Regions from separate parts of the Mus musculus genome. Here all the other regions are linked to region 5. Evidence: chromatin contacts called from public HiCAR-type and promoter capture Hi-C data. All regions are on one chromosome and are shown on one strand. The core of a region is the stretch at or near the end of the contact, and the rest is flanking DNA. Distances in the headings are between cores, read along the strand shown. Region 1 holds the start of Zfp286 (zinc finger protein 286). Region 2 holds the start of Trim16 (tripartite motif-containing 16). Region 3 holds the start of Tvp23b (trans-golgi network vesicle protein 23B). Region 4 holds the start of Pmp22 (peripheral myelin protein 22). Region 5 holds the start of Map2k4 (mitogen-activated protein kinase kinase 4). Region 6 holds the start of Usp43 (ubiquitin specific peptidase 43).

Region 1 (3,890 bases), core at 167-2,666, 3.0 Mb after region 5:
TCAATTACTAATTAAGAAAAGGCCAAATTTAATATTCTCTGGAGGGAGTGGCCAAAAGGCATGCAAATTTGGAAACTTTCCTGTAATCACTTGAGTAGCACCCCAGGAGATTCCTCCAGTCCCCAGATAACTACAGTGGTCTTAGACAAGTTAGTGGGTTTTCAAACTGAACCCCAAATCCCAGACATAAATAGCTGTGAAAAGGGCCTAAGTCTTGAGAGCTGGTGAATTTATCAGGGTCCCACTCAGCACATTTGCATGGGAAGGCTTCTTCAAAAATTTGAAGCTTCTCCACTTCCACCTGTACCAGCAGCCAAGGACAAACAGCCTTCTTTGCCCTAATACTTTCCTTGTTCATGTTACACTGAAGTAAACAGAGTTGTAAGGAGTTGTTGACAATCATCCCAAGTGAGACCAAAGGAACAGCAGACAGATTCTAGAGGAAAAGTCAGAGTTTGAAGTTTTTCAGAGAAAAGGAATTGGAGGTTTTGCAGCTGTACAGATCTGAAGTGGGAAAAGAAGACATAGATTACCAAGGACCATTGCCTCCCTCTGAGTCTCTTTCTCCCAATGGATCTAATGAGTCTGGAGCACAATGGGACCTCCAGTAGGAACCCAGTGGGGATGAAGGAAGTAGAGGAAATGGGATGTCTTCATATGGAGAGATTATGATGGTCACAGAGGGAGAAGCGGTGGACGAGACAGGGAGTGTAGGATCAATGACAGCCGTGGAAGAGGGTCCAGAGCAGAGTAGAAACTGAGAAATGAACAGGATCTGGTGATTAGATGGTGAGAATCAAAAGTTGAGTGTATTCTGGTTTTGGCATATGCAAATGGTGCACTAGAGTAAATGCACGCACTGAGATGGGGCTGTTTGGCAAAAGTGACTTTAAAGTAGGTTTAACTTAACCACAGGCCCTTGAGAGTCCAACTTTTTCGACAAATGAACTTTTTTTTTCCTTGCAAAGAACTTACTGCTCAAGTGTGTGGAAACTGGCTCAATATTGTCAGCTCTGCTCATATACGTTTTTACGATTGCAAAATAGATGAAATACAAGTCCATTGGGATAGATGAGAGTACTACATGGATCCTGCTCTAAAACTACAGCTTTCATATAGTTTGAAGTCAAAGGATGGTTTTAGGGAAGGCCAAACCATGGCTAAAAGCCATATACACATGCCAACAGTAAAGAAATTTGGGCTGAAGCTACATAGATGTAATTGTGCAAACAAAGGTGCAGAGAGAGAGAGACTTTGTCTCCCACGTCCCAACCTTCCGTTACTGCGGGATTCCACGCACGATGCACCTTTTTCTCTCGCGAGAGGGAGAGATCCCGCTGTGCCGCTGAGCCACTCGTGGTCCCAACCTGCCAAGAAACAGGGGGTCGGGCAGCGCGCAGGTGCTTCTGGGAGTTGTAGTTCCTGGATTTGCCCAGCAAAATGTCACGCATGCGCGACTCAGAGCTAAGCGGAGAAGTTCGTAGCCTTTGTCAGGCCTGGGATGGGAGGTGAGTTTCTTGGTAGGATGCTGCGGTCCTCGCTTTACCTCGGCGGTGGTCCAGTAGTTGCTCTCTGCCAGGGAGGACTGGAGTTTGTAGTTCTTGAGCTTCGTCCCCTTCCCTCCCCGCCCCACGGGCCATCTAGGACCCCGGTGCATACTGGAGAGCTGGACGGAGCTGGAGGGGTTGTCTGTGCCCTCTACCTCTCAGGCACTCAGTCCCCTAGGGGACAGCTCCAGGAGCCAGAAACAGACAGGTGAGGACTCAGATTCAGGATGCTTTCCCTGGTTTCCAGGTCCCACGTGATCTGAGCGACACTCTCTACAGAGCCCAAGAGGGAAGAAGTCCTTCGAGGCTCCGTGGACTGCTGACTGCGCGAGAAGAGCAGGACCTTAGGGGCATGGAAGAGGTGGTGATCATGGAGACGGGTTTGGCCGAAGTGCCTCAGAAAAGAGGTAGAATTGCCCAGGGGTTGGTGTGCATCATGGGAGAGTGGAAATCTTCCTTTTGAAGGGGAAACCCACCGTTGTCGTGGGTTAAGTGGTTCTTGGGAAAAGATGGCGACTTGTCAACGCTATCTTGAGGATAGGTGAGCTCTGAGACGTTGCAGGGCTTACTATGGGTCAGTCCCCATTCCACTTAAGTGTGCTGCACAATGGTCCCACCAGTGCGGACATTGTCACAATGTAGTCACAAGTTCTTCCAAATTATTGCCCCATCCTGGTTTCCATCGTGGATCCAAGAATTCAACTTTGTAGTTGACAAAAAAATATTTTTCCATACGTTATCCCACTTTATCCATAGTTAACGTGTGTGCTGTTTCAACACAGATCGCTCACGACCTGCTTCACAGGCACGGAAGGTAGGGGCTGGCTTCAGCACTAGGAGACCTGTGTATCTTAAACTCCCCTCGGTGACTTACTATGCCAAAATTCCCTCCAGGGGTCCTTTTCAGGTTGCTAGATGTCACCTCAAACTCAACCAATCAGAATTTGGAGGTGAGATCTAGCAATCTCCGCCTTAAGGAAGCTTTAAAGGGATTTTAAAAAAACAAAACAAAACAAAACAAAACACTGAGTCTACTTTAGGTAGATTATAGTGGAAATTTACTTATTCTAGTTTGTAGACCAGAGAGTTTGAGGGGATACGTCATGAGTAGAGCAACTAAATTCAAGCCTAGTGGAGCAACGTGCCTGAGCATATTTTACAGTACCGGAAAGTAGCAGTTTGTTTTGGATTCCTTGTTAACAGGGAGTGCATTTGGTGTGGTGGAGGGGTTTAGATTATACTGAGTAGAGAGCCAGGTCCAGACCCAGTCCCTACCGCTTTCTTCCCTTTAGCTCTGTCTTCCCCGGATTCTCTCCTTTCCCACGAGAAGAGTGCAGAAGGAGACGTGGCTGCTCTGAGACTCACTGTCAGATCCCAGGTGAGTCTCTATGGGTTACTGAGATCAATTCCACCTTGGGTCTCAGAGCACAGATGCACTCCCTTTTTGATGTGGCATTTCGTTGTCCACAGAGCCCATCTAGAGACCTGAGTTCTAATTCTAAGAAACTAGTGGACTCAGTAGAAAATATTTTCTGCTTACTCATAGTATCTCTCTTCTCCATCTAGTATTTCTTGTCTCTCTACAGGCAGGTAAGTCACATTTCTCTTCTTTCCCAACTCTGCTAATTTCTGTATTTGGTCATGTGGAAAGCTAACTTAAGGGTCATATAGTATATACTTCTTAAAACTTGCATTTCTCTAAGGGAAGCAGCACACATATGGCTGTAAATAGGAGCTTAAAAAACACCTTAAATGCTGGAGAAATGAGAATAATAATAATACCTACTCAGTTAAAACTTAGATATGGAATGGTCTGTGGTTTTACTAATTACAGGTCCATACTGCATTCTGCAGCCCCAGAATCCCTCAGTCAGCCTCTTCTCCATACAATGTTTGTAAAAATGACTTCCGGCCCTTTTTGGACTTTCTGAACTGCCCTGTGAGTCTTGCAGACTTAATTAACCCCAGGGGCTTACATACCATCTACAGAAACCATCTTACACTGGCTTGTGCAAGGAGGTGTCTTTACTGACCATACTAACTGTTGGGCTAGATAAAGGATTTAGGCAGTAACGTAGAGAGCTAGCATGTCCATCTTGTCAACCTTTTTCTAAAACTTTGAGAGTTTTGCCCATAAGCAGGCTTTTTTTTTTTCATGCCATCATCAAACAAATGTAGGCTTGCATCGTTAAGGTGGAAGGTTGGGCGTTCTCCTGCTGCTTATATTAATTCTAGCAGTATATAAAAGAGCCATTTTCTGCACCATTACTGATGTTAACCAAGTGTAATTGTTCGAGGAGTATAACTGTGCGCACGCTTGTAGACACAGTCCACCCGTAACTC
Region 2 (3,776 bases), core at 469-2,968, 3.0 Mb after region 5:
AGCGTGAACCAGGACCTGTGTGTGGGCGGAGTCAACCTTACTTCCTACTGGGGAAACTCAAAGTGGGAGAAACTCAAAGTGGGAAAGCTGCGGGGGTCCACCCCCAATGTCTCATCCAGGATCTTGGCTTCCAGATAAAGGCAAGCAGTGCTTCAGAAATGACTTTTTTATCTGATAAAAGTAAAATTTCAGACTTCGAGCACAGTGTTTCTCAGGTGCTCCTGCCAGCCTATCCCGTAAGGAACCTTTATTCTCCAGTAAGTTAAGTCGCCCTTGGCATTAACTTCCGTGTGCGTTTCAAATTCTGTTATCTTGGCAGTTTTTGTTTTGTTTTGTTTTGTTTTACTTGAATGCAGCATTTTGTGTTAGCTTCTTTTGTGGTTTTGCGATTCAAAAAAAAAGAAAGGAAGGAAGGAAGGAAGGAAGGAAGGAAGGAAGGAAGGAAGAAAGAAAGAAAGAAAGAAAGAAAGAAAGAAAGAAAGAAAGAAAGAAAGAAAGAAAGAAAGAAAGAAGTTAAGAAAGAGAGGAAGGAAGAAAAGGAGAAATGAAGTCTGAGGTTTCTTCTTTTCCCTTGGACTTCTGCCAAGGTTTTCATGGGTTGATATATGCCTCACAGATCCTGCCAGAGGGAAATACCACACTCCTGAGGCTAACCTTCTACAGCACACACCCAAATGCACATTACTAAACTCTAACTAGAAACAGCAGGAAATTCCTATGCCTGGCAGAGACAATAGAGACCGCACAGCAACAGGGACACTGAGATGGGGACAGTGACCCACTTTTGTTTCCAAAGCCAGCGGCTATAGATACTTACAGCGAACCAACACCCAGGCACTACCGCTAAAGTTCTCCTCTGTTGACTCGGAACAAACTGGCATCAACAGAGCCACAAATGCAGCATGTGTGACCTCTCCCTGGGGACACCTCCTCCCACTGGTCCCTCCCAGGCGACAGACCCCACTACTCACCTCTTTGTTCCTGCGGGCTGCATCCAGGGAGACAGTACTGTCGCCTCTGTGTTCACCCTCCCCGCATTCCTGGCAGATACACTGCTGGTGCGTGTGGCAGAAGGAAACCAAAGGGCTGTGGTGGGCAGGGCAGGTGCGTAGATCCTGGTCCTTTGCGGGTTCGGTTAGCTGGTGGCTGTGCAGTTTGCTGTTCTCCTGGTGTGGCCGCAGGTGCTCCTCACAGTAGTTCACCATGCAGGTCAGACAGGATTTCACTGCCCTTACTCTGCTGGCCCCAAGACAGAAGTCACACAAGATCTGATCCTCTTCACCAGGAGCCCCGACCTCTGCGGGGTCATGACCCTGCTCCTGGGTTTCCTCACCTGACTTGCTGAGAGGGTCCGCATCTTCTTTTTCTGCTGGGATAGCTGACACAGGGTCTGGGCCGAGAGGGGCCAAAGGGTGAGCAGTGACCCCGGTCAGAGGCCCCGGGGCAATCAGATCCAATTCAGCCATCTGGTGGAGGCTCTGCGGACTAAGGACTAAGGCGTCCTTCCTCGCGGTCCCTTGGCTCAGGATCTGAGTAGCCCAAGTCAAACCAGAGAGCCACGCCTAGCAGATTGCAGCTGCCCTGAGACATTAACTGTTTCCTCCCTCCCGAGGAAGCTCAGTTACTCAGACAGGACGAGGCTCCTCCAGATTGGCTAGTAGCCAGCCACAGTGACAAGGCTCAGAACTGCCTTGCCACTTGGCTCCTGTGTCTGTTCCTTGGCTCAGGCTTCTCATTCTCATTCCTAGCCCAGCCCTGAAACTTCTATTCTTACGGGACTCATTCACGCACACCCCATAGGCTCTTCCGGAGACCACGTGTGCCTGTGGGACTGGAAAAAAGGGCAAGATTCCTGAGCTCTATTGTAAGCCTCTGCGGCTTTGAGCGGTCCCACAAGCCATATTTTGCGGTGGATCTCTCTCTCTCTCTCTCTCTCCTTCCTCCATCCCTCCCTCTCTCTCCCCTCCCCCTCCCCTTCTCTCTACTCCATATATTTTTAAAGGGGTCCAAAATGTAAGGACTTTGATAATAGGGCAGCTGCTAATCCTAAATGAGCCACCAGCTTGGTCCTACCACCACCACCACAAAACCTGACATACAGACAGACAGACAGACATAGTCAATCTAGCTTTATCTGCTTTTAATAACTTGCTTTTATCAGACTTTTGTTTTATTTTAGTCGTGTGTGTGTGTGTGTGTGTGTGTGTGTGTGTGTGACAGAGTTTGACATCTAGTGTCTTTCTTAATTGCTCTCCACCTCATTTCATGAGAGAGGACCTCACAGTGAACCTGGAACACGCTAGGTCACCTAGCGCAGCAGGCCAGCAAGTCAGAGGGATATTCTAGACTCTTGCCCCAGTGCTGGGGTTACAGATAAGCACCATTGCATGGCTGCAGGTGGCCATGCACACCTAGCAAGCACTTTACCCACTGAACCGTCCTCCTAGCTCCACTTCTGGTTGACTTTTAAAACTCACTCATGTGAGAAGCCACCCAGTGGACAGGGCCCTGGCCTTCCACTCTCTGCCATAAACCTCTAACATGTGGGCTTTGATGATAACAGTTGTCTGGCTTGCTTCTCCGAAACTTGATGGCCTTTTGTTGAAATTGACTCATCTGGACCTGAGCAGGTAACTAGTGGGTGACCTTTTGGCATCAGAAGACCAAAACTTCTGCCCTCAGAACATTCTAACACTGACCTGTCCTGAACATGCATCCCACGAAGAGCCATGAGGACCGATTATGGTCCTCTCAGCCACCCTTCCCTATCTCATAAATCCTCACCAGACCCCACCCTCCAGGAAGTGGATCTAACTGTGCTTCTCCCCTTCCATGCTCAGCTCAGCTGCCTTCAAATATGATTTTTCTCTTTTGCGAAACGCATGGTCTCTGTGTTTGCCACCCTGTGCAAGCATCCTGGTTCTGAAACCACAGAAATTGATGGATGTTTATAACCCTGACCCTCCAGTGTCCGCTTCTAGGGCATTCCAGGAGCTGGCTGAGAATGGGCACAGGAAGGGGCCATCGGGTAGAAGAGGGAAGGCACTGTCCCCTTCCACATACAGCTCTCTCCAGCCTTTCTAGGCCCCGTATCTTACTCTGTGATCTCCACGAAGAGACAGTTGCTAAACTAGCCCCACATCCAGCTAATAAAACTGTTCCTAAATGAGGTGCCCTCATTTTCTCAGGCTGTCCTTACAAAGTGCCACAGACTGACTGACTTTGATGACAGGAGTTAATTTCCCGACACCTCTGCAAGGGTGAGCTCCCACGCGTGGAGATGCCGTGGCCTTCTTCTGAGACCGCACTCCTTGGCTTGCCCTCCCGTCCTTCATGCCGTCTTCCCTGTGCTTGTCTGTGTCCTGATTGCTTCCTTTAGACATCAGTGAGGCTGAACTAGGGGACCATCCTACCTCATTTTTTTTCTTAATGACCTGTTCAAAGACCTACCTCCAAAAGCAGTCATGCTCTGAGGTAATGGGGGGTTATGACCTCAGTGTGTGAATTTGGAGGGTGAGGAGGGGGATGAAGCTCATGGCTAGAGGATGGGATGAGAAGCAAGTGGTTCCTGGGGGGAAAGAGCTCTTCCAGACGTGGCGTACCTCTGGACTTTAGGACTGAGATTAGTCTAATATGGCACCACCATGCATCTCTGTTTCCTTGGGGTAAACTAGACAGACCCGGGGATATTTCTTGGCAGAACTTGTCAAAAATCCAAGAAATCCACAGGCTTCTCAGAATCATAGTATACAAAAGGCTGCAAACTCATCCCAGAT
Region 3 (3,871 bases), core at 413-2,912, 2.9 Mb after region 5:
GAAAGACTGAGTCAAGACAGTTATAATCAGTTGGAGAAGGGTGAAAAAAAAAGAAGAAATTAAAGCATGGCTTTGAGCTAACACCAACAAGATTTTGTGAGGGGCGGGGAAGGGGAGGGAACAATGGAAGGCTACCAACAGTGCAACTCATGAATGCTTCCCAGTGAACAAAGGTAAACCAGCTGTAACCCAACAGTGGAGTACACAGGATCCACAGAAGAACCTGTGGGTGATTAGCAAAGATGCAGGGAGGGGGTTGGTATGAAAATACCAGGGGGAGGGGCTGCTTCTAGGTAATAAGAAAGAAAATTATCAGACAAAAAACAACAACAACAAAAAAAAAAAACAACCAAAAAACACAAAAACCACAAGGGAACAGATGTTTAAGTCTGCAGAGAAATTTTAATGCACAGGTTGCCTGGGGGAAGGAAGGTAATGACTATAAAAAATGTCAAATGCCCAACAGGTGGAAGGACTTATGGTCACAGACCTAGGAGTAGGAAGAAGCGGATCTAAATGCACCTTCAGAGCTGAGCTGAAACCATCAATGAATTTTTTCTACTCCACATTTCCACAAAGTAGACTTTTCTTATCACAGATTCTAGTTGGCCCATCCTGAGACACTTGGTATGTCACTATGTCTTTATTATTATGATCTGAAAATATGTTGTTCCCCAACCTAACCTCTCCCCATCCCAACCCCCACCCCCAGCCATCCTGCCCTTTGCAGATCCCATCTCCTTGAACATCCCAACCTGACAATGAAACCCGTGTGACACAATCTACATGGGAGTTCACAGTAAAAAAAAAATTTTTTTTGTTTTTTTGTTTTGTTTTTTTGGTTTTTCGAGACAGGGTTCTCTGTATAGCCTGTATATCTCTGTATAGCCCTGGCTGTCCTGGAACTCACTCTGTAGATCAGGCTGGTCTCGAACTCAGAAATCCACCTGCCTCTGCCTCCCGAGTGCTGGGATTAAAGGCGTGCGCCACCACGCCCAGCTTCACAGTAAAATTTTAAAGGAAGAAAATATATTACATGTACTAATCTCTGGCCGAAGGACAATTGGCTACATCGACCTCTACGGGTACAAAGGCGATAACCATCGTGATTATCTGTGTACAGCGTAGTAACACTGGAACCCAAGGCTCTGGCAATCTCTCCCTACAGGATCGCCCTGAACTTGTGTATCAGGGCCCTACAGGCCATTCCCCTCATCCGGGCAGGCTATGGGAAGACGGGTTACCCCCGACCTCACACCCAGAGATCCTGCAGCGAGTGTGCTCCACACCCGCTGACAGGAGGCCTCTGTGCCTCCGGGGTCGCCGGTGCACCCTATCCCTCACAGTCCACAAACCCTCTAGCGACAATTTGCCCGGGGCTGGCCCTCCTACCCACCCACCTGCAGTTCCTACAGCTCAGGCAGTGGGCGGGCACACGGACCCAACAGCCTCGGGCGACTGGGCAAGACCCCCAGCCCCAACTCAAGCACCGGCTACCGGCGCTCGGCCGCCATCCCTCACCTGCGACAACATGACGACCCTGCGCCAACCCGCCCCCCACTTCCGAGAGCCACGACAGCAAAGCTGCCACGCGATCCAGCTCTACAGCCGACGTCACAAGCGCACCAGGAAGCCACTTGGTGGGAGGGCGCAACTCCAGAGACCGGAAGGCGATAGGCGGGTCCATACCTTGGGGCGGGGCTCCATAGTGGGCGGGGCGGAAAGAGCTGGTCCACGCGACGGACGCGGGCGGTAGGAGGCGGGGTGTGTGGGCGGGGCCTTGACGCAGAGACTCTGTAGGGGCTGAGGTGGAGGTGGGCGGGGCAAGCGTGAGCAGGGGCAAGGGCTGCACTTCTAAGGAAAAGCAAAACGCTTGGGAATAAACTGGCTAACTTAATGGGTTCTAAAGCGAAGTTTCTTGGGTTATGAATGGAAAATGTTTTTTGCTACCAAAGAAGTACAAACTGTGAGTCATTACCACCAGCAGGGACGCCCTGAGAGAGGCGGAGCTTTATAATTTAACCTTGTAAATGTATTGTATTTTAGTATAGTCTTTCTTAAGCGATTTAAATGTTAAAGAAAATTGAGAAATAAATGTGTCCTTGGAAAGAAATTAAAAAAAAAAAAACCGAGTAAGAAAGAGACAAGAAGACTAGCGTAAGCAGTGAGGGTACTGCTGTAAGGGGCATAACCTCAGAACAAGAAGAGAGGCCAGTATCGCGCCTCTGCCCTCCATGTACCAATTATATAACCAATCTCTATGTACATCCTTCCTCGGCTGTAAAGTGGGAAGGACGGTGATGGCTTTACAGAGCATTTAGTAAAGTGGCACAAATTTGCTTTTATTACTGTTTTAAGTCACCTGCTGATGGCATGATCATGCCTAGACCTAAAATTCAGAGATTTTTTTTTTTTTTTTTTTTGGTTTTTCGAGACAAATTCAGAGAGTTTAAAGCCATCTTTGCAACTGTAATGATAGAGATATTCTGTTTGCTCAACTATGTCAGACTGTTGGAGGCTCATGCAATGTCCCTCTCACCTTTTCTTAACTGAAGGGACTCTTCACAGAACCCGGGGTTTTATCTGGTTCTTTGCCAGGACTATGTCAAACCCAGTGTTACAATAATGAAGAAACATGGACCTAGTTCCCAAAAAAGAGAAAGCAGGCAAGGTAATTGCGCATCTTCGTGTGAAGCTGGACAAATGACCTATGTCCTAACCTGCTTGGACAAAGATTTTGGTGGCCCACCCTGTGTTGTGAGGTTGTGTGGAAAAAAAATTTTTTTGGTTCTCACTTTTTATATGAATGCAATTTGAATTCACTACCATATTTTAAGATATAGAGCATTTGACAAGAAAGTGAATTTCCCACTTGTTAGGATTTTTGTCTTCCTTTTTGGAGGACTGGTGTGTGTGTGTTGGGGGGGGGGTTCTTTGCTTGCTTTTGAAACAGGGTGTTGCCTCCTAGTACCAACTGACTAGATGCTCTGTCCTCCTGCCTTGCCCCTATCTCCCCTCACCCTCAAGAACTGGAACTTAATGACGGGGAAAGTCTGCCTGGGGTGTTGAGCCTCTATGTAGGGACTGTACTCTTTGTCCAGATCCTGAGCCCTTCTGTGAGCATATCCACCAGTGAGCCTGTAAACTACTCTTTACAAAATTACCTACCTTGCCCCTGACAGCACCCCCTGAGTATTTAAATAGGAGTCTCAATATACTTGAGAGTAAAGCCTCCTTTGTAGAAAATGAAGCGTATTTTCTTCATTTTTTTTCCTTTTCTTCTGATGGAGTGTGTTCTGACCCGTTAGATCACATGCAGTGTTCTAAATACAAGTCTGCCTTTTGATCTCCCCATATCCTTTACCAAAACTGAGTTTTAGTCTTTGCAAAAATACCAGGAGATTTTTATATAGTATCCTGATGGCTACTGTTCAAAAGTTTCTGGAAGCAACGATAGCCCTAAGTTGGTAGTGATGAATGGAGTCTAACTGCTCAGTGACCTTGCCTACACCTCACTAAGTGGAATGCTGGCACTCTCTCCCTGTCTCCTGGTGTCTTAATATAACCCTACTCATTCTTTGAGCCATAGAAAGCTTCATATGAATTGCCAAAGCAATGTCAAAAAAGAAAGGTCTGGACAACCAACACTCACTTAGTTTTCAGTTTGTTGTAATGCTGCTGTAATTTCTCAAGCCTGGTTTAGATAAACACATTTTGTCCAAGTTCGGGGGCTGCTGTTTTCCCTTCCTTCATGAAATTATCAATAGGGAGGCCTTTGATCTTACGGATCCACGCAGCTTTGCTGGCTTTTCCTGGGTCGACCTCTTTAGTGGATACACTGGCTTCATATTCCTTCATCTTGGCTTCAGCA
Region 4 (3,802 bases), core at 338-2,837, 2.7 Mb after region 5:
CTATCCCCGCCCAGTGCCCGCCCGCAATCGAACATCTTTTGCCTTTGGAACAAAACAAGCAAGTGGTGCGCACGTCCCGATCACCCCGGGAGGCGCGCGGAGGAGAGGAGTTTCCTGAACGATGAGCCGAGGCCACAGCAAGCCTCCGCCCAGCCTGGGCGCCTTTCAGGGCCCTTGGGACTTGGGAGGCTACCGAGGCCACGTCCCTGACCCAGTCACAGGGTGGATTCCCCCCGAGACTGGAGGCTCAGCGGGCGGCGCCAGGCTCACAGCCAGAGGCCTGGGGTCGCCCGCCACCCGAGGCTGGTTTCCCAGACCCCAGCGCGCCCCGCGTTCCGTTACTTGCCTCCAAGTTTCCACCCGTTTTTGCCAGCGGAGAGCAGCCGCCCCGCCCCCGGCTCGGCCTAGATGCTGGCGGCTGGGGGAGCGGGAGAGCAGGCGGGCTGGAGGATTGCCCGGCTCCGGAGCTTCCCGCGCGCAGGGTTCCGCGCCTTCCCTGCGCCCCGGGGGGTGAAGAGCCTTCAGCCCCGCCAGCTCCACAGGCACCCCCTGGACGGCCCCAAGGAGAGCTAGGCTGAGCCCGCCGCACTTGCGGACCCCTGTCCAAAGCCCCATCCCGAATAGATGCGCCAGGGGCCCTATCCCTTGGTTGCTGCTGACTGGAGGGAAGGAGACAGTGCGTAAAGAGGCTGATTGAGTCTGAGAATTCTCGCAAGTCAGAGCAGGCAAGACGTGTTTCCAAGGTCCGAAGATACTATCTCCTACCCTACCTCCCCCTCCACTTCAGACTTTAGGGAGCTAAAACTTGGGTGACCTGATAGTGAATGTGTACAGCCGTGAAAATCTGGCTGCAGCTGAGTGAACCAGTTAAGGATAGAACCTTAGACCAAGGAGACTTCTAAATTAGTTTTGACAAGTATTCTATCCCAGACACGTCCATTTTCCTCCCAAGGAACACATCAAAGACAAAAAGCCAGGAATGCACTGAAGATATAAGCAAGATTTTCCCCATGATTTCCAGAAAATTCAAATTTCATTGGATGGCTTCAAGTAGCAGAGACCAAGAACACCATAGGGCCTGCGGCTAGAACCCGAAGGACCAGAGACTCGTGTATTTTAACAGTACATCCTCTGGAAAGAATCACAAGGCCGCCCCAGCAACCCTCTATCCAGACACCGCCACCACCCTGGTCTGGACGATGCAGAGGCAGTCCTAGGTGTGTCCCTCCGGTAGGCTAGGATGTAGGAAGGGGTCTCCACGTTCTTGTCACAAGGCGGCCCTATGGAGGGTCAGAGCCCCGTCCCCGCTTTAGGCATAGCATTTCCAGATGATGCCCAGCTTTATGCCCCCCACCACCACCACCTTCTTCACTTTCCCTACCAACTTACTTTCAGTTCAAAGGGACAGCTATCTCAGAGCAGATTAGCCTCAGGCACAAACTCCGGTGCGTCCACTGGGTTGCTGGCGTCCCCAAAGACAGCTGTGCTGCGGGTCAGCGCGCGCGCAAAGCAAGGGGGCAGTGGGAGGCTCCCGGTGTTCCCCTTTAACGGGAACTACGCCCTATTTGCGTCGCTGCAGAAGGGTGTGTCCCAGGGTCAGCGTGTGCGGGAGGGCGGGCCTCCCTGAGGAGAGGGGGCAGGCGGGCGGGCGGGGCGCCGACTGCCAGACAGTTACTTGGACTTAAAGACACCCCCGGAAAAACCAGATCTCTGCAAAACCTCGACTTTTACTTAAAGCTGGAGGACCCTGGGCTTCTCGTCTCTCACCTTCCCTAGATCTGTGGTACTCGGGCCCTGTTGACCAATACATTGCACCTTCGCCCCTGTCCCCTCAGCGCACATGGATAAAGATTGCTAGATTTCGTACCCACCTCCCTGCCTCACTCCCCAAGTGCGCAGTGCTGGGTTCTCGGGAACACTGAAGTGAACTGTGCCCATTCGGGGACTGTGTAGCTGGATCACCTCTCCTACTAGCAGCCAGGACCTCAGGTCTTGGCGCACCTGACCTGCGCTGGGGTCTTAACTGGGCTAGTCTTTAAAACACCCATCCTCGCTATCCCTGTTTGTACCTAGAAAGTATGCTGGTTTACTGGGATTCGGGGTACATATCTAGAGGGCTAGGCTGGGACCCCAATCCAAGAGAGAAGGGAGGGGAGGAAAATCCAAGCTTGACGGACGGATGGACGGACAGACGGACAGAGGGGTGGGGCTCTAGGATCCGGCTCCTCCTAAGCTTGGCAAAACCAGATTTTACAACTGCATATAAGCTCCAGGCGAAGTTTGCCTGAGGCAAGCTGGCCTGGCTCCCAGCCTTGGCTGGAGTCCTGGCCATGGGGGTAGGGGTGAGAGAAGTGGCCATCTGAGGTGCAGGAAGAGCAGCCAGAGAAACTAGCTGATTCATAGGCACTTGAGTGTGGCCGCCCAGAGTTAAGAAGGGAGAGGCTAGCCAGCTCTTCTTGGAGATGTGCCCAACTAACCATCAGGTCACCTGTATTGGCTGACTGAGCAAGGAGCCCGTGTGTTAAAGTCTCTACCTGCATATCCACACCCTCCCTACCTGTTAAGAGCAGTGAGTCATAAAGCCCTGGGAGACTCAGATAGTTCCATATTATTTTGTTTTTTGACAGTAGCCGCTACTTGAGCTAATTGTATATGCTTGCTCATTACATAAAAAAATAAACTTGAAGCATTCTTCAGACAATGATCTTTTAAAATTTCTCATCGGATTAAAAATAAAGAGTATGTGTGACATTTTTATTCAGTTCCCTGCCAATGCCAGGTGTCGTACCTGTGCTTGGCACACAGGAGGCTGAGAGGAGATGCATGGCAGAGGTTGAAGCCAGAGCTCTGCACTCGGTCCACACCTAATCAACTAGTGCTCCTGTCGTGAGCATTCATTGAGCATTCAATGTTTTCCTCTGGGAAGAACGGCCGCTGCCTACACCGAAGGGCGTGGTGATCCTAATGACAGGCTCAGAGCCATTAGCTCTGTGTCTGGAACAAAACACAGGTCCAGTCCTCTAACACGCCCCTATTCTGAGCACACTACACTTAACAATCACAGCCCTTCAAGGGGCTGGCCTGTCCACCTCGGTACTAAAACAGATTAGAGAATGCCCAGAGTTATACGGCTGCACGAGAAGGCATGCGGCTGGGGAGTGACTGCGGCAATGGAAGTAAATCTTCAGTTTCCTGGGTCATTTCTAAAGGTTAGATGTGTCCTAGAAGTCATTGCTGGGCTCTTACTTAAAAGCCAAGCATTCTCGGTGGTATCACATTTAATTCTGGATTCTCTTCCTGTTCTGTTTCTTAAGTAAACTTCTAAAAAGGAAGTCCAATATACATCTAGAAAAGAGCACATTGTGGCTGCATCCACAGCCGGCTCCTCCCCTTTTTTTGAAGTCGGTATCTCGGTCAACAGTCCCTTAGGTCATAGCCACACCACAAGCTGCCAGAAAGGTGACCCCTTCTGTCCCTGCTGCCTCTTGCTTCCTGGCCAGCTCCCAATGCTTGCGAGGAAACGCTCCTGAGGAAATGCTGAGCAAGCTTGGCCACACCCAGAGCCAGCCGGCCACAGGTGGAAGTGGCCATGTAGCAGCCCCGCTGGCCAGCTGGGTGAACACTGCAGCCTCGCCCTAGGTAGAACCATCTAGGCGCCTCTCTCCCTTCTAATCAGGATGCATTCAGATTCTAGAAACTCTCGGACCACTTGCTTGCCTCCCCAGCCAAATACACACCCAGGTTTAAAGCAAGAATTTGAGAACCCCAAGGTTCAGTAATCTATGTTCCGTCTTCATTGCAG
Region 5 (3,860 bases), core at 1,171-3,670:
AGATCCGGTACACTGATTTATAAACAGGATGTTTCTGGGGTTTAATACACATTGTCTAATTGTCCTCCCTTTCTCCCCCCAAATTATGCTAGCTACTACTATTATTACCCCAAATTCCAAGCTCCCTTCGAGATATTCATTTTTAAAAGCCACATACAATGTTAGTGTGCTGTAGCTGCCATAACAAAGCACCACAGGCAGATAGCTCAAGCAACAGGAATTTGTTTGCTCATAGCTCTGAGATCAAGATGTGGCCAAAGTGGTTTCTCTTCTTGGCTCGTCGATCCCCATGTTCCAGTTTCCTCATGTGGATCGTTCCCTATGTGTCCACGCACCATCTCACGCTAGGAACACCAAGTGAGTGGGCTAGCGGTCCCCCAATGACCTCTTCTATCTTACCAACCTCCTTAAAGACCCTACCATCTTCAAACACAGCCCTTGTCACAATGCCAGGGCTCAGGACTTCAACAAACAAGTTCTGAGGAATCCAACTCAGTCTATAATAAACACAACACAGAAACTTACAAGAAAAATAGGGACACAAGAACAAGCAAAAGGCATGCACACAGCTTCATCAGCTTTAACAAGCCCAAGTCCTGTCTTGTTTCTGCCCACCTGTAGACTTAATGAGAGGTTCTTGTTCTCAGTCCTTATCTATTAGTTTACAATACCAACAGCGATGCAAATCCAGGCCAGCTTTATCACAAGCCCAACATTAGACAAATTGCTTGGCTGGTTCACACCCCAGGAACACACCCTTACCTTCATGAACTTGCTGGGTTGAGTGTTTTCCCCAGGTTTCTTTGTTACTTGCTGTCTCTTTCATGTTCATTTAACTATGGTGGGTCAATGTTTCCCTAGTCTGATTAAAGTCCTTTTATATGACCTATACACCTTCTAAGGGAATATTGGAAACAATAATATATGCATCTTCTAGCATTCATTCAAACTCCAGTGATGTCTTTAAGAGATTGGTGCATATATATATATACATATATATATGCACAATATATAAAAAATATAATGTAATATAATAACATATTATACAAGTATATATCATATTATATATTTTGTAATATATATAACTAGTATAATACATATTTTATAATATATATTTTATAATATATACTATATACTATATAAATAATGCATATAATTATAATATAATATACATTATTAAATAACTATAAACTTGTTGGAAGTGGGGTGAGAGATTTACAAAAGCACTTTCCCTAAGACTGTGAGATATTTATTATTTACACCAAAGACTGAGATTGGGACGCTCATGAAGCTTACGGAAAGAGGGAAATTCAAATTCCTCTAAGCTATTTCTTTGCATTGCTTCAGCCCCCAAGGAACTGTGGAAATGACACTCACACACCACACTCACACACCATAGTGATACTAGAGCCGGCTGGGAAACTTTCCTGACAAGTCAAATGCCATGACACACTGGGGTCAGAGTCTGGTAGTGACAGGATCTGATTCTTGTTTTATTGCTAGCAAATTATGGAACCTTTGATGCCTTTCCCCTGGGTGTTAAAGTGCCCAAGCTAAAAATAAAAAATAAAAATAAAAACGCAACTATATTATATTGTTTTTTTTTTCTTTTGCGTCCACCCATGTTTCCTAAAATGGCGATTTGTTTTGGAAGAAGTATTTTATTTGATGTTTTTCATCCTTAAAACCATTTTTAGAGAAGATTCTGGAACCCATCCATAAACCAGGTTGACTGAAAACTTAGAGAGATCTGCCTCCTAAGCACTGGGATTAAAGGCATGTGTCGTCACGGACAGCTTTATGCTCTTTGATTCTTCTTCTGGAACTAAAATATAACTTCCTTCAAAGAAAGCCACCTTCTGATCTGCGCTTGAAAAAGAGATGCGTTTGAAGGCCATCACAGCCTCACCTTTTGCTGTTTGCTGTCTTCTTCCCACACAGAATAAATTAACAAAATATTTGGCATGGATTCTGGACTGAAAAGCCTACACCGGAACTTTTTCTTTCGGGTTCTGATACTTTTTTTTTTTTTTTTTTGTCAGTGAAATACTCCTGTTAGTCCCCAGCAGAACAGAGAGCTCTGGGTTGAGACCACAGTTATTGTCATCTCTTCTGCAGTGATGGATCAGAGACTGGACAGGAAGCGTGACTTCTGAGATCTCGTAGAACTCTACGTGTTCTGATTTTGGGTTCTGAGGTTCAGAGAAGGGAGTTCTAAAGCTTTGGGGCTGTAAGTCTTTCCCTTTTCTCAATGCACATATATTTCTGATTCTGCAAGCCACTATGGGTCCCTGAGTGGTAGGTTGAGAGTCACCCTGATCCAGGACTTCAGGCCCTGCCCTCAGTGCTGGGCGCTGCAGCTCAACCTGTATTGCAGGCTGCGCGTCAGTGCTAGTGGGGGTGTGCCCGGGGGCGTGACGGAGGCGTGCCCGGGGCGTGGCCAAGGCGGCGCACGCCGCGCCCTCAGCGGAGCGAGAGGCCGAGCTTGCTGCATTGCAGCCGCCGCGGCGCCGCTCGGCTCTTCACTTCCAACAATGGCGGCTCCGAGCCCGAGCGGCGGCGGCGGCTCCGGGGGCGGTGGCGGCACCCCGGGGCCCATCGGACCTCCAGCTTCTGGCCACCCGGCGGTCAGCAGCATGCAGGGTAAGGACGGTGGGCGCGCAGAGACCCCGGGGCCCCCTCGCGAGGCGCTCGGCCGAGCCGCGGCCTGTGGAGCCGCTGCGTCCCCGGGGCTGTCTGAGGAAGCCGCCCGAGCTCCGCGTCTCGGGCCCGGCCTCGCCCCGGGATCCCCGCCCCGGGCCGGGTTTCGGTGAACGCTGTGGCGGCTCTGGCTCTGCCCGCTCCGGCCCACCTGGCCGCCCCCGCCCGCGGCTCACCTGGCGCCCGCTGGCTCCGGGAACGCGCGCGGCCGGGCCTCTGGCTCGCAGGTCGGCCGCGTCCCGGCCCTCGGCCCCGCCGCCCCCGCGCGCTGCAGTGGGGCCGGCTCAGGGCCATCTTGCGCTTCACGGTGCGCCGCTGGAATAGGGCCACTGCGCTGTCCCCCCGTCCCCAAAACTTTGCAGGGTGTCTGCGTGGGAGGGGCGGGGGGTTGCGAGGCCCTGGGCCACCTGTAAGGTGGGGAGACAGCCATTGGCCCCGGAGAGGCGTTTCGACCCAGGCCCGAGATGTGTCTTATCCTCGCATGCAGAAAAGAAAAATCAGATAAAAATAGAAGACCGAGTTGGGCTGAAAGGGAGAGAGATTCAGGAAACCGAATGGCAGAGGTCAAAGTGATCATGTCTGGGCATCTGAGGCAGCTCCCCTGTAATGGCCTTTCCTCACCGGGAGGCCTTAGGAGCTCTGTGTGGGATTTGACAGGGGGTGTTGTGAAAATAACAGGCCCGAGTCCATTTCTTAGGTTTATTGGGGGGATTGACACAGGCAAGCCCAGAAATCTCTTGACAACTTTAGCAAACGACTTATGTTGAATTATTAGAGTCGTTTGGATATCTTTGGTATCAGTATGATACCAACTCTTCATAAAGCGCTCCTTGTGTCTAATGAAGTTCAACAGATTATATGTTGAAAATTTCGTGTTTATGCCAGCATACCATGATTTGGGCAGCAGAAATACGATCTGTATTTACATCCCTTCCCATAAGAAACATTTATGGGATAGTATATAAACAGATTGAGCATTTCATTCAGAAGATATATTCTGTACAGGTCCTAAGCTAATTAATTCAAATTTAGTTAGTTATTGGATGCCTGCTATGCTCCATACAAAATACAAGATGGATTTTCTTCATCTCACACCTTTACTGTTTGTTAAGATAATTTGGGGTTCTCATCTCTTTTGCCCTGTCCACAGTGGGTGACTT
Region 6 (4,008 bases), core at 695-3,194, 2.1 Mb before region 5:
CAGAGATCAAACTCAGGTCGTCAGGTAGCCAATACCTTTACCTGCTCTATTATAGCCCAAAGTCCCTCTGAAATATATATATGCAAATGTATGAGTGCACTATCATATGTTCACCTGTTCTCCAGAAGGGGGCATCAGATCCCTTTATAGATGGTTGTGAGCCACCATGTGGTTGCTGGGACTTGAACTCTGGACCTCTGGAAGAGCAGTTTAACCTAACTGCTGAGCCATCGCTCCAGTTCCCCCACCCCCAACCAGGTGATTCTTTTTTTTTTTTTTTTTTTTTTTGGATTTTTTGGTTTTTCGAGACAGGGTCATCAGGTGATTCTTAATTTGATCGAATCGACAATCAAAAATTAGCCTTTACAGCAAGCTCATAAACCAACTCTAGCTCCAGTTTTCGACTTTGCCAAGTAAGAATAGATTTCTGCTCAGACATTTATTGTGAGTCGTGAGACACACACCCAGGATTCCAGCACTCAGGAGGCTAAGGTTGAGAATGAGAGTTCCAGACAAACCTGAGCAACATAAGTGTGATGGACTCCCTCCTTCTTACCAACAACCTCCTAGCAAAACAAAAGCAACAGCCGCTCCCGAAACTGTTACCAAATGAAAACTCCCTGCTGGGGATCTTGACATGATCTCAAAGGTGAAATACCGGAGATGATTTATCAGAGTCTGCTATGACCACGGCACCTTCAGTACATCCGGGTCATGAAATGAACCTTATAAATTTATCAACTAGGTGGATGTCTTTCCCAGGAAGGTAAATGGTGGCTTTTTACACTTCAAGTCTCCACATTACAGTTTCTTCTTTATCCTTAACTTATGCAACTTTTTGGCACCAGGTAACTGCTGCAATTCTATGTGAAGATCGAGGAGGGATACTTAATAAATGATGAGCACTTATTATTAAATAGCAAGTCACATTTTTGGGTTCTGATGTAAGTCTGACTCCAGAAAGCTGCTGATCTCTTTTTGAGCTACAAACTGATGAGAAATTCATTTTGCAAGACCTTGCCTGATTAATTATAAACCTGACAGTTAAGGCATAAAAGGAGCAGAGGCCTCCAGGGTTACCCAGGGAATTAAGGGCGGGGCGAGGCCAAACTAATTCTGATTGGGTAAGGATACAGCCAGGCTTTAGCGTGGAGGAGCGAAGCAGCAACCGAGTAGGGGGCGCGCCTGAGAACCGGAAAACTTCCTGCCAAGCAAATACTGGGGTTGTAAAGAGCCTGAACTCTGCAGTGCACCCAGGGAGGGTCGAATTCCGGTTCCTCTCTTTTCACAGCCTCAACCTCGCTGAGCTCCCTTCACCAATGAAAACCAGGACGTTCAAGTCTCCCAAGTTTAAGGAAAATGAATGTAACCTATTGTGTTATTTAAAAAAACAAAACAAAACAGCAAGAAAAAGAAAACAAACTCCCAACCCACTAGCATTCCCACTCCCAGTTCAGGTCCTGGGGTGACCGGTGTAGGCAAAGGCTGCAAAGGAGGTGGCGCCACCTGACCGCATGCACCTGAGCCTGGGCTCCCCACCTGCACAGCTGCCAGCGCGCGCCTCTCGGGACACCTGGGCACGAACAGGGGCACCGCTCGCCGGTCAATTTTCTTAGTCTTCATCTGGCTTCCACGACCAGAAACTTAGCCAGAGCCAGGGCTTTGCTTCGCTGGGCGCTTCAGAAGGTTCCATCCCCGGGTTAGCTACGCTGTTTAGGGATGGGCGGGGAAGGCGAGCCGAGGTGAAAGGCCTGTTCCAAGGCGGGAAGGAAGGGCGGGGAAGTCCACTAGGCGGGCTCAGAGGGAGTGCATTCCCAGCTCCAGCCGCGGGGGCGGGAGCCCGGCGGCGGGCGCTGCCCTAGGGCCGGATTCCCGCGTGGGGCGTGGCGTGGCGGCCCCGCCCCTGGCTCCGCCCTCGCCCGGTGTCCGCACACCTGGCTCTCAGGTAGCCGGCGCCCGGCGCCTCCGGGAGGCGGTGAGGACCGGGAAGCTGCCGGCCCGCCTGGGGTCTCGGGGGCTGCGCTCCCGGACCACCGTGCGTGGCCAGCATGGATCCGGGCGTGGGGAACGCACTGGGAGAGGGGCCGCCCGCGCCCCGGCCCCGCCGCCGCCGTTCCCTTCGCCGCCTGCTTAACCGCTTCCTGCTAGCTCTGGGCAGCCGCTCCCGCTCGGGGGACTCGCCGCCCCGGCCCCCGGCCCAGCCCAGTCCCTACGATGGCGATGGAGAAGGGGGCTTTGCCTGCGCCCCGGGCCCGGCACCAGCCTCTGCCGGGAGTCCAGGGCCAGATCGTCCTCCGGGATCCCAACCCCAGATATCTTCGGGTGACGGGGCGCGTCCGCCCGGCGCTCAGGGCTTGAAGAACCATGGCAACACCTGTTTCATGAACGCGGTGGTGCAGTGTCTCAGCAACACCGACCTGCTGGCCGAGTTCCTAGCGCTGGGGCGCTACCGGGCGGCGCCGGGCCGCGCCGAGGTCACCGAGCAGCTGGCGGCGCTGGTGCGCGCGCTCTGGACGCGCGAATACACGCCCCAACTTTCCGCAGAGTTCAAGGTAGGCAGCGCCAGCCGCCCGCAGACTCCTCCGACCCTTCTGGTTTCGGCTCTTGAAAAGCGTGTGAACCATCAGCCAAGCCTGGTTCTTGGGCGGGGAGTAGGGGGTAGGTCTTCGGTAGACACTACTTAACCAGCCCAGCCTTGGGTTACCGCCTTTGTTTCGAGGTGACATGTTACATTATCATTTGCAAATGCTTTCTTTAGAAATTAGTTTCTTCCTGGTATTTTGGGCTGGGGTGGAGAAAGCTGGCAGCCTTAAGTGTGTCCAGCAGTTTTGTGGTTAAAAGCAGTTGTTGGAGTGGGACTTGCCGGCCAGGGTGAGTTAGAGCTTAGGATCTAGAAGGATGCAGCATGGGAAGCAGGTCCTTGAAGGCCAAGCTTTGGGAAGGAGGAGATAGAAGCGTGAGGAACAGAAAGCCGAGAAGGAACGGATCTAGGAATAATCCAGGTAGAGTGATCAATAAGTAGAAAGGGCAGAGGCCTGAAAGTGAAGCGTTTTGAAGGCAGGTGAAGGTCTTCAGATCGTGTATGACCTTGGACGCAGTGGCTTTGGATTATTTAAGTCCAGTGGGTGCTGAGAACCCGTGGGTCAGGTATTCTCAAAAGTAGGGAGAGGGAGTCGTTAAGAGTGCTATAGTAGAATGGTATCCTTTAATTTAATTCATACTAAGTCCTGACAGTATGTGAGCAGGAAGTGGCATTTGTTATCTGTAAGATTACAGTCCCCTTGCTGGGAATGCTTCGGGGTCATGAGAAGGCGTTAAAGTACAAATGTGGAGTCCCAGTCGGATGATGAAAGTGTTCCAGATAATTGATGCATAGGGTTTGCATCCTGCTGCAAAACCGCAGCTCTGGGCAGAAAGCTGAAGCACCCCCACGGACTAGTGATTGTTATTGAGGGTGAATATGACTGTCGGTGTTCATTCTGCAAACATACATGGTTCTTAAGTTTCAGCCTGAGAAAGCAGTCTTTGTCCCGTTATCTGCAAGGATGCTAACAACTGCCTTCCTCTCTGACCTCTGACCCTGAAGGAGCACAGTAGTCACACAGATGTCTTTATTATCACTTTTGGGCCACATTTGCTGTTCAGATATGATCATCAGTGTAGTATAGTGGTCAAGAGCAAGGTCTTTTGGGCAGTGACTCATTGCTTGACAAATCACTTGTCATACAAGCCTTGAGGATATGTTTCCAGAACCCAGATAAAAAGGAAAAAAGCCAGGTGTCCCACTGCAGGCCTTTATCTTCACTGTGGACCTGTAATCCCAGGGTAGGCTTGTATACAGTTCCAGCCCTGGGGAGATGGAGCCAGGTAGATCCCTTGGGCTTGCTGTATGAATGATCTAGCCGATTTGTGAGGGTCTAGATTCAGTGACAGGTCCTGCCTGTCTCTGGAAAGGAACATACTTGGTTGGTGTACATACAGAAAGAGCAAGGGCTTGGGGGCTCTATG

What was found. Promoter capture Hi-C pulls out the DNA fragments that hold promoters and counts their contacts. HiCAR-type assays count read pairs that join an accessible place to other places. Capture Hi-C pulls out chosen DNA fragments and counts their contacts.
Region 1: a promoter capture Hi-C map of hippocampal neurons shows a contact between it and region 5, with 4 times the contacts expected there. The contact joins the promoter of Zfp286 here to the promoter of Map2k4 in region 5. A contact is called at or near these places in 3 of 39 promoter capture datasets (cranial neural crest, hippocampal neurons and pre-B cells).
Region 2: a promoter capture Hi-C map of pre-B cells shows a contact between it and region 5, with 5 times the contacts expected there. The contact joins the promoter of Trim16 here to the promoter of Map2k4 in region 5. A contact is called at or near these places in 2 of 39 promoter capture datasets (the 3T3-L1 cell line and pre-B cells) and 1 of 115 datasets of contacts at active chromatin or transcription factors (large pre-B cells).
Region 3: a promoter capture Hi-C map of liver shows a contact between it and region 5, with 4 times the contacts expected there. The contact joins the promoter of Tvp23b here to the promoter of Map2k4 in region 5. A contact is called at or near these places in 4 of 39 promoter capture datasets (the 3T3-L1 cell line, hippocampal neurons, liver and 1 more), 2 of 115 datasets of contacts at active chromatin or transcription factors (large pre-B cells and thymic regulatory T cells) and 1 of 9 other capture datasets (liver).
Region 4: a HiCAR-type map of astrocytes shows a contact between it and region 5, with 4 times the contacts expected there. The contact joins the promoter of Pmp22 here to the promoter of Map2k4 in region 5. A contact is called at or near these places in 1 of 39 promoter capture datasets (the 3T3-L1 cell line) and 1 of 115 datasets of contacts at active chromatin or transcription factors (astrocytes).
Region 6: a contact with region 5 is called in a promoter capture Hi-C map of embryonic stem cells, with 8 times the contacts expected there. The contact joins the promoter of Usp43 here to the promoter of Map2k4 in region 5. A contact is called at or near these places in 2 of 39 promoter capture datasets (both in embryonic stem cells).

What each region holds. Positions count from the first base shown.
Region 1 is chr11:62,786,994-62,790,883 of GRCm38.p6, reverse strand. Zfp286 (zinc finger protein 286) reads left to right here and starts at 1,416. Exons shown (of 6, transcript NM_138949.4): 1 at 1,416-1,508; 2 at 1,795-1,954; 3 at 2,840-2,925. The coding sequence starts at 1,900.
Region 2 is chr11:62,818,195-62,821,970 of GRCm38.p6, reverse strand. Trim16 (tripartite motif-containing 16) reads right to left here and starts at 1,718. Exons shown (of 6, transcript NM_053169.2): 1 at 972-1,718. The coding sequence starts at 1,466.
Region 3 is chr11:62,877,246-62,881,116 of GRCm38.p6, reverse strand. Tvp23b (trans-golgi network vesicle protein 23B) reads right to left here and starts at 1,662. Exons shown (of 7, transcript NM_026210.5): 1 at 1,522-1,662. The coding sequence starts at 1,533. Fbxw10 (F-box and WD-40 domain protein 10) reads right to left here. Exons shown (of 13, transcript NM_001033669.2): 13 at 3,655-3,871. The coding sequence ends at 3,700.
Region 4 is chr11:63,129,242-63,133,043 of GRCm38.p6, reverse strand. Pmp22 (peripheral myelin protein 22) reads right to left here and starts at 1,587. Exons shown (of 5, transcript NM_008885.3): 1 at 1,390-1,587.
Region 5 is chr11:65,786,919-65,790,778 of GRCm38.p6, reverse strand. It overlaps Map2k4 (mitogen-activated protein kinase kinase 4), which reads left to right and starts at 2,420. Exons shown (of 11, transcript NM_009157.5): 1 at 2,420-2,643. The coding sequence starts at 2,535.
Region 6 is chr11:67,920,089-67,924,096 of GRCm38.p6, reverse strand. It overlaps Usp43 (ubiquitin specific peptidase 43), which reads left to right and starts at 1,944. Exons shown (of 15, transcript NM_173754.4): 1 at 1,944-2,552. The coding sequence starts at 2,049.